2 separate regions of the Mus musculus genome follow, and region 1 is linked to region 2. Evidence: chromatin contacts called from public promoter capture Hi-C data. All regions are on one chromosome and are shown on one strand. Each heading gives the region's core, a stretch centred on a gene start, on an enhancer-like site or on the middle of the called end of the contact. The rest is flanking DNA. Distances are from core to core; before and after follow the strand shown. Region 1 overlaps Inpp4b (inositol polyphosphate-4-phosphatase, type II). Region 2 holds the start of Inpp4b (inositol polyphosphate-4-phosphatase, type II).

Region 1 (5,087 bases), core at 1,214-3,713, 250 kb after region 2:
CATAGAAGTTCAAGGTCAAGAATCTCTACTGAGATTCAAGGTGATCTCTCAAGCTGTGACTCTTATGATGTAAGCAAAACAAACTTGAAAATTAAGTATCTTTCCGATATTTCTGTGGGAATTCATGCATTGTATCAAGTCACCACCACCTTGGGATGTCTCTGCTGAAAAGTGAACCTGACTGTTTTGCGCTTACCCTGATGTTACTTCCCATAGTCTATCCCCAGTCAACTACACTCCAGACGTTTTAAATAGAACATTCTAGAAACATTTGATAAACTTTAGAAAAGAAAAAAGTCATACACTTCCAATTTTCAATGGCATAGCACCAACCCCTGTAGCCCAGTGCCCATCATTTGGGGCTTTGTAGGGACAGCTTGTAGTTTCCAACAGTCTTGGTTAGCCTTCCCTCTATGATCTTACTGCCTGCAGCACACATGGCCTCTCTTAGCTTTACCATACTCAGTGTTGGTAGCCATTTTGCAGAACTAATGCATTCCTGGTATCTTTAACGTCCTAGGTCTCTAATGCATGGCCTTAACATCACAGTTTTGTTTAAATCTCTCTCAGAAGCTCCACATGTGGGATCTCATCTAGTTACATATCACCTAACTTCACTAGAATCTTGGTGTCAACATCCATGAGTCCTCAACTCTTATGAGGTGCTTGTCAGCAAAACCTCCACCATCAGGATGATGTCAAGTTCCTTTGCCAGCTCAATGCATAGCCATGGCTTGCTGAACTATGGCTGCATAAACTCAATTTCTACACAGTTAGACCATGAAAGGCACATCCCTATATGATTCTGCACAGGCAGGATGCCCAGGCGCTGGCATTCTCTGTCTAGACACTTTTTTTTTCACAGACAGTTTATGTTTTGAGGTCAAAAATTTTAATGAGCTTTTACTTTATACCATGGAGTCACTGATGGGCAGGCTCTTGCCCTTCAGACATCTTTCCTATTCTGGTGTAAAGTGAGGCTTTTTCCTCTTTAATAGTGCTGAATATCTTTAACAATTAGAGCCATTGTCCAGATCCACCCTGGCCAAAGCTTTATTTTCTCAGTGCACTTCTATTTATTTTAGTTTAGTTTAGTTTAGTTTAGTTTAGTTTAGTTTAGTTTATTTTAGTTTAGTTTAGTTTAATATTTTCAGAAATATCTGGGGTCTAGCTGTAAAATTTCATGATAAAGTATTCTCCAGTCTGAAGTTACATTACCTTGAAAATTGTCTCAGCCCAGGAAATCAGCCCCACTTTCCTTCCCAGGACTCAGCCCGAGTGAAAACAACTCACTTGCCAAATGTAACATAAATGATAAATGGTCTCTATCCCATTGAAGACAAGATTCTTCTTCCCCTTTGAAGCCTTATGAAAGCAGTTCTTTTTGTTAATGGATTGTGTAAGTAACCTTATTTAGTGTTTTATATTAGTAAAATATTTTTAATTAAAGTGCCTTTATGACATTCCTTTAATCCTAATGATGAGTCTGTAGAAATCAAGTTTTTTTCCCTCACCTCACTCTACCCCACCCCAGACTCCCCCCACCTCCCTTCAGAAAAAGCAGGCCTCCCATGGACATCAACCAAGCAATAACAAGCTATAAAAATCAGGCACATCAAGGCCAGACAATGCAACTAAGTAGGAGGAATAGGGTCCCACAAGTAGAAAAAGAATCAGAGATAGCTTTTGCTCCCACTGTTAGGATTTCCACGAGAACACCAAGCTTTTCAGCCAAACTTACACACCGAGGACCTACATCAGAGCCCTATAAGTTCCCATGAATTCCAGTTAGTTGACTCAGTGGACCCACAGAATGAACACAGTTATTAATCATCGGCTTTTCTGTTGGCACTCAGGTCTTCTGGATGTTCTACAATTGTCTATTAAGCACTAAATACAGCAGTCTGGGACTTCATCCCATAGCTTCAAACTTTTTACATTCCTCCCACAAACCATTTGCAGAGGCCTACAAATCCATGGCCTGTCTAATCAGGGCACTGACCACTCTTCTTATTACTACTATTTTTATGCCAGTGACTCTCTTGCCACTAGAAAAGAATACCTCACAAGAGGGCAGGTTTATTTTGGCTTACAGTTTGAAGATGTGGCTTGGCTTATGCGCTTTTTGAAGTCAGTAGTAAGGTTGGGTCTTACCCTAATGTTCTACATTACCAACAAGGCTTTCTACATCTCGGAAGTCTCACAAACTCCCCAAACTGTCCTACCAGCTGGAGTCAAATGTTCAAACATGACCCAGTGGGGGGCAGTTTAACAAACTGACCTGAACAGGAGCACCAGGCAGTGCCAAGATGGAAGGTTTTTATTTAAATATTAAACTAGGTAAACTAAATGAGCACATTTAGCCAAGATGGTGTGATAAGAAAACGCTCTGCCAGTAAAGGTGGTGGCTTTGTAGAACTTCCTGAGAGGCTGTGCTTTCATAAAGTGTCTCTGAAAGACATTCTAGATAGACTTGAAGGAGCTACTTCTGAGCACCACTTATCCCTGAGAGTTTCTGGAGGTTGGTTTATACTACTCTGTCCCTGATAAAACAGAAATTATTTTTCACATGGTCATATATATGCCTAGCTCATGTGCAGCTGCCTCTATTCCTGTAGACATCATCATCATCTGGTACCATCTGGACTGTAAAAAGAAAAAAAAAAACAAGTGGGTATAAAAGAATCAGGTAGCTTTTTTGGTTTTGGTTTTTTGTTTGTTTTTATTCCTCCATTTTTACTATAAAGAGCCTGGTGATGAGCTAAGACGATGATGAGATTTTTCTCTTCTTTCTGTCGTAAACAGTAAGACCTGTGAGAAAATCACAGTAGGTATAAAGAAGCTCTTCCCTTTGTGATGCTGTGACAGAGCACCAAAGACTGGATCGTTGACAATGAGTAACAGTTTGTCAGCTTAAGGTATGGAAGTTAGTAAGTCCAGTTTAACAAGTCATCTGCTGAATGCATAATTCCATAGCAGAAGGTGAGGTGGGAGTGGAGGGGCATAGCAAGCAAGAAATGCAACCATTTCTATAGCAAGCAGCCCATTTCCTTGAAGACAGTAATGAGTTCCTAAACACCTGTTAGTCTTTTCTATCTGATACCTTGTATTGGCAATTGAGTTCCTGATACAAAAACAGCAGAAAATAAAATCAACTCACAAATGTTACATATAGAAAAGGATATAAATCTATGTAGGTACATATGTATTATACACACACACAAAGTTAATAGCCATCACTATGTATCTGTAGTAAATGATTCCATGTCACTCCATGTGTACCAAAGATTGTGATCATAATTAAGTCTTTTATAAAAATGAAGACATTAAATCATTTTTATATTACTTAGAATACATAGTACACTGTAGACATTGCATATTTGTTGACTGTTTAGGGAATGAGTTTTAAGAAAAGATAGTACTTACATATTCATATAAACACTATTTTTAAAAAAATTATGTAGAGTTCATTGACTTTATAAATGTAAAGCTCACAATTACAGATAATGGTTTGCATTATATATAAACATACATGTACTATATATGATATTGATATATATATGTAAATATAAACATATATATATAGACTTATTCAACGCTTGCTAGCCATTTACTGACAATTTATTGAATCACAACCATGAGACTTATAAATATAAAAATAGGCATCTTATTTTATGATAAGCTGGAGAGAGGTGCAGGAACTATAAGAATATAGTCTAAGATCAGAAGTCTCTCGAATGGAACTTGGGTGTTTTGACCTACATCAAAACATAGCTCCTCCAAAATGCTTAAGACATTAAGCATTTGTTTCAATATATCCACCAAAATCTTATTAGCTGAGATGTTCAGTAACCTCTTAAGACTACTAATTACATGCAAATGTTTTCTTTCCTCTGTTTTGTGAGACTATGGTGGTGTGGTTGTGAGAAACAAGGAAGTCTTCCAAAGTCCTTCCACCTCAGCTCTGCAAGTCAGTGTCTTTAAGTGAGTGCCACACCAGTGTCAGGGTCCTTCATTCCTGAGGGGACAGTGACGAATGAATACATACATTCATTCACACAACACTCCTTCTTGCTCACAACTGTTTCCTGGGACATATACATGTCAGTGCCCAATTTACACAGGCACACCTTGCTCTCAGACATTTCCTGGAGGGGGGAAATACACACACACACACACACACACACAATCAGTGCCCCATTTACACAGGAATAATTTGCTCACAACTGTTTCCTGGGTCACACACATGCCAATGTGCCATACTTCTCAACATGTGCAAGACATTTCCTTTTTTGGTTTTGAGTAGAATGGCATATTTCCATGCTGGCAACAGAAAGAACTCAACAGTACACATGCCAATAGAGAGTAGGAAATACTTTGGGATGAGAAGATAAAATTGAAGGGACCCAGTCTTGACATCTTAACACAGATCTTTAATATTTATTAATAATGCAGCAGCCACATACAACTGAAGTATGTGGGAAAAGACTAAATATTCATGAAGTAAGTTGTCTTGGTATAAAACAGAAAAAAATATGGAATGGTCTACTACCTACTATCTACTATCTGTCTGTCTGTCTGTCTATCTATCTATCTATCTATCTATCTATCTATCTATCTATCTATCTATCTATCTATCTATCTATCTAATGTTTCCTGTATAGTTGGTGTGTAGCAGAAACTATCAACCATTTTTGAGTACAGTCTTCAAAAACATTAATTAGAAAAAATATATGTCCATGTTTTCCTTGACTGGTGCATTCTTTGTAATAGTATGATTCTATTTAACTTTGGCATTCCTTTGGCCAAATTCTCATTGTGTAGTCATTTTGCTCACTTCTATGGTAGCTCTAAAAACCTGCTCTCCCAGTAGATGGAACAAAACTCCTTTGACATTTTATAGCAAGGAATCAATTATGCTATGTATTCAGTGACTTACAGACTGGGTTTGTGTGATAAGAAAAATGTTCATTAGTGGATTAAATAATAGGGACAGTAATTCATTGTGATTATCTGCAATCACAATTGCCCATTAGATGTGCTAATCAGTGCATGGGAACCATGGTCATTTGACTTCTTTAATGTAA
Region 2 (4,659 bases), core at 740-3,239:
GCAACCCAGCTTCTAACCCACAGGGTTTTGAGTCAGTCTCTAAGCACTTGTTGGAGCCATGGTGTATTCAATACTACTCCAAGCTCTGGGAGTGTAGAGGCTAAAGAAAGTATCTGAAAACCAAACTAAGCAAACATCTAACCAAACCAAACCAAACTAACCAACCCAACCAAACAAATCCAACCAAGCAACTAGCCAACCCAAACCAATCAATCAACTAAACCAGTCAACTAGCCAACCAAACCAACCAATCAATCAACCAACCAATGAACTAACCAACTAACAAACTAATCAAATGAACTAACCAACCAAACCAGACAACCGACCAACAGAACTAATTCAACCAACCTATCAGCCAACTAACCAACCCAACCAACTAAACTAACCCACTAGCCAAACAAACTAATCATTCAAGCTAGCTAACTGACCAAAGGAATCAATCCTAACAACTTACCAACCAGCCAAACCAAGCAACCAACCAAACCAATCAACTAACCAAACTAACCATCCAAACCAGCTAACCAACCAACTTAACCAACTCAACCAACCTATCAAACAAGCAACCTAACCAATCCACCCACCCACTCAATTACCCACCCACTAACCAACTCAGCCACCAACCAACCCAAACCAACCAACCAACCAACCAACCAACCAACCCAATCAACCAACGGAACCAACCAAAGACACCCTCACACCACCACTAGCACCCCGCCCCCACACACATAAATTTAAACCATCAAACTCCCTGCCCTCATCAACAAAGATAATATCTAGTAGCAAATACTTGGGAAGTAAATGGATGTCTCGATTCAGGCAGTGACAGCAGGGGTGACAGCTGGGGGCAGACACAGCTTCCCATTTTGTAATACTGTAATACTGTTAAGCACTGCCTTAACCCAAATTGATTTCACTGACTTTAAGATTCCAGGCTCTTTGTGTGACAAATGTCACACTTGTGTACACGCGTTTTTACTTTATTTAGAGTGCCAGTTTAAAGGGTTGCAAGGAAGAAAAAGGACTAGTGTGCCTTTGTGGGTAAGCTCTGAGAAGAATTACCTCTGAGCAGAGTGGACAAAACCTCTCTAGGAAAGCCGCCAGGTGGCACCTGTAAGGCGCAGATGGAGAGAGTCATTTGCCCCACCCCCACAGGCCGGACTATCCAGACTACCCCTCACCCCTCGGGTTTGTTCGCGAGGAAGTGGGGGAGTTTCAGTCTCTTTCCAGACAGCGTGATTACACACCAAAATTTTCTGACACCTCAAACACACCGAGGGCGGATTGTCTCCACACAACCAGGCTGTCAAAGGCATGAGCCTGGTGGTTGGGAACACTTAGGCACTCTGCAAGGTGGGGAGTGGCTGTGGGCTGCCCCTGTGCCCAGGTCTGCTCAGTCTGGGTCTAGGGGAAAACACTGGCAAGGGAGAAGCAGTTCTCAGGACCGTGACACGCAGAAGTCACCAGAACGTGGGACAGCGCTTCACACTCCTCTAACGCCCAATCCTCCTCCCAGGGACAGTCAGTGGGGACTAGTCTGAGCTACCTTCTCACATCCTTTTACATTTCCGCCTTCTGCAGTCTCTTCTCCTGTCCGGGTCGCATTGTGATTGCCTTGCCCCCCCCCCCCCCCGCCCCGCGCGCTTCGCCCCTGTGATCCCGCACCCCAGGATTGGCAGCTGACCCCAGAGACAGCAGAGTCTGAGTGGTGGGTGTCAGTAAACAGAAGCAGCGTGTTGTGGTCATTTCGAGCTGTGCGGTCGGGCCACCAACTCCATCTGTGGCAGGGAGGCGAGCTGCACCAGTTGCGAGACTGCTGCTGTTCCTCTTTGGTGGCTGGTTGGTGACATTGGGAGGAGACCGCTCCGAGGGAGTGAGCCTAAGACGAGGAGGAAGAGAGGCAGGGCGTTGGGGGTGGGGACGTGGCGACAGTGCCAGGGGGCGTGTGAGCTGCGGGCGAGGAGCAACTTCTCCCGGGCGCGCGCTGCGGGGCGGCGGGCGGAGCGTGAGCTGCCAGCCCAGAGCAGGGAGCGGGGAGCGGGGAGGCTCGGCCCGCGCCCTGCACGCTACCATCCTCCGGGTTCCCAGCCCCGGGTGCTGAGCTCGCCGCTATAAATAGCAGGTTACAGCTTCTGCTTGGGCGCACACGCTTTCACTGGAGAACGCAGGAAAGTCATCCTGAAAAGTGTCTGCCGCTGCTATCGCCCCCTACTCAGCCTCTGCAAGAGGTAACATCCTGCCTGGGATCCTGGGGCTCGGGAGGGAATTTTGCAGGGTGCGGAGGGTGAGGATGGGTGAATCCATAGGCTGTAGTCGTGCGCATCGGACAGTTCAGGGTGGTGGTGGTGGGGAGTACGTCCTGCCTGAGAGACAGCTGGTGTGTTTCTTATCAAGTTTCCCAGCTTGCAGCCAAGATCGTCCCTTCAGCCTTGCTTCCCAGGGACCCTGGCTGCTGGTGGTACCCCTGTGACCCTGATTACTGTCTAGTGGAGCTCGCTTGGTCTGGGGTGAACACCACACACACACACACACACACACACACACACACACACACACACGCACACACATATGAGTTCCAACTCCCAGGTGACACTGAGTTCTGGCCCAGCTTATGGTCCCTTTGAGCTGTTCTTAAAAGGTGCTGCAGCGACCTGGAGTGCTTAGGGACTGCTTCTCAACCCTAGTCCCAGTCACTGGCTGTCTCCTGCTTCAGAGGAAGTGGTCCTGGTCCTTAGAACAAGGAAGGCATGCTGGGGTTGCAGTTGCCTAAAGAGCTCTCTTTTCATGGCTATCTCCAGCCCCACCTTCAGCAACTCCTGCCCTCTCCGTCCCCCCAACACCACCCCCCCAAGTCAGGCCTGTTACCCCTAGGCTACCTTCATGTTCTACCTACCCCAAAGAGAAGTCAAGAAAGAGTTAGAAAATCAGGGCTTCAAAGTAAGAGTGGGTGATGAGAGGCTCCTCTGGAGTCTCAAATTTGCACTACAGCCTACTTGAGCTTATCTGGCCCCTCTAGCAGGACAAGGGTCCTGAGCAAACCCAGGAGCCTGCTGCTAGTATGGACTTTCAGGCTTGCAACTGGCTAGCTCTAGGTGATGCGAGAACCAGAGGCACCGGTGTTTGCCCCTCTCCACCTTTGATTTTGCTTCCCTCAGGGGAGGTGGTTTCTGCCCCAGAGGACACCCAGAGGTTTCTGTTTGGAGACAGAAGCTTTATAGGTAGGGATGTGCATATTGATGAGATAGTTGCAGCCACACAAAACTTATTGGAAAAACCCCAGAGGAGAGAGAGGCAGCAGTGCTGTTAGGGGACCGAGGTTTGTTAAGGGAAAGGATGCTCAGTTGATTATGTGGTTCCTGCAGCGTCAACTTACCAGGGAAACCCTGCGGGACATTCAGTCACGCTGGTCTAAATGATGTAGAATGTCTTCTTTGTTCATCTTACTTTATGTTTTTCTTTCTCCTGATTCTGGCTTCCTTGCTCTTTCCAAAATGACATTTGAGGTCATTATGTGGGTATTACATTTTGCTTACATTTCCCTTCAGTCTGAAAGAAGTTATTTATAAAGGTGTAGCTCTATAAAATACATGAAAGAGCAGAAGACAGGGATGAGTTCATCTCTCCTATGATGGGCACTAGGTGGCCCCTTTTATAGGTGTACATCTACATTTAGAGGACTTGTTCGCACAGAAATTTTCTTAGTGAGTTCTGGAATCAGAATGTTATCAATCTGACTTGGTTCAGAGACTCAGCAAGAGAGTGGCTGCCTGATGCTGTGTTAAAGGTAGAGTTAGGAGAGGTTTGGACAAGTGGGTACTGTCAGCTTACTCGGTGTGGGAGGAAATACATTAGCTCATGTTCTTTGGGATATACTCCAGGGAAACATTGACATGAAATCACAGTAATTGATCAGTGCCTCTGGGCTCAGCACATGGGCCTTAAACTCAAACCTGTAGGAGTTGCACTAAGTTAAAATGCTTCTGCAGAAAAATAAAGGAGAGAAAGAAAGAAAGAAGGAAATAAAGGAAGGAAGGAAAAAGGGGGCGTTTTATGAGAGTCCTGTGTATGTGAGAGAATATGTGTCTCTGAGCCTTGTGTATGTTTTGTGGGTTTTTTTTGGGGGGGGGCTCTTTTTCTTCTTCTATTTTTGGTTTTTGTCTTGTCCTATTTTATTTTATTATTTTTCTTTAGATGCCTGTTTTCTAATGAGAGACAGAAGGGGTGTGGATTCAGGTGGGAGGAGGTGGGGGGATATCTTAGGAGTTGAGGAAGGCAAAATGCAATCAGAATACTATGTATGAAAAAACTATTTTCATTAAAAGAAAAAATAGAAAATATAGAATGTTTTTTTTTCTGTGAGTTTCTTTCAATAGTGACTTAAGAGATTGTCCTTGAAAGGTTATGAAACGTGATTGTGATGAGGCTACAAGCTCTGTGTCATTGGGAAACATTTTCTGATTGGTTTTTATCATTCTAAATTGTATTCTCACGGATGAGGTAAACCGGTATTTATTTGTGATAAACTGATGGCCAATAGGGTGTTTGATACGGGGCTCTGTTCTGACAAAGTGAGAACAGCTTGATAAACTGAGTCTTGACCCTCAAAACATATAAAGAATCATCAGTGTTCTGGGCAGAAGGTACTCTTAGAATATTGGCCTC

Evidence for each region. Promoter capture Hi-C pulls out the DNA fragments that hold promoters and counts their contacts.
Region 1: a promoter capture Hi-C map of the C10 cell line shows a contact between it and region 2, with 3 times the contacts expected there. The contact joins the enhancer-like site here to the promoter of Inpp4b in region 2. A contact is called at or near these places in 2 of 39 promoter capture datasets (the C10 cell line and embryonic stem cells), 2 of 484 Hi-C or Micro-C datasets (embryonic stem cells and uterus), 1 of 115 datasets of contacts at active chromatin or transcription factors (bone marrow-derived macrophages) and 1 of 9 other capture datasets (liver).

The regions. Positions count from the first base shown.
Region 1 is chr8:81,592,043-81,597,129 of GRCm38.p6, forward strand. All of the region lies in intron 2 of Inpp4b (inositol polyphosphate-4-phosphatase, type II), which reads left to right. Among named protein-coding and RNA genes, the nearest start is that of Gm51582, 250 kb to the left of the region's middle. Within about 2 kb of position 2,464, at least 7 of the 459 cell types and tissues checked have an H3K27ac peak or open chromatin away from gene starts, as enhancers often do.
Region 2 is chr8:81,340,573-81,345,231 of GRCm38.p6, forward strand. It overlaps Inpp4b (inositol polyphosphate-4-phosphatase, type II), which reads left to right and starts at 1,990. Exons shown (of 25, transcript NM_001024617.3): 1 at 1,990-2,225. Gm51582 (classical arabinogalactan protein 9-like) reads right to left here and starts at 2,081. Exons shown (of 2, transcript XM_030243908.1): 1 at 1,682-2,081. The coding sequence starts at 2,070.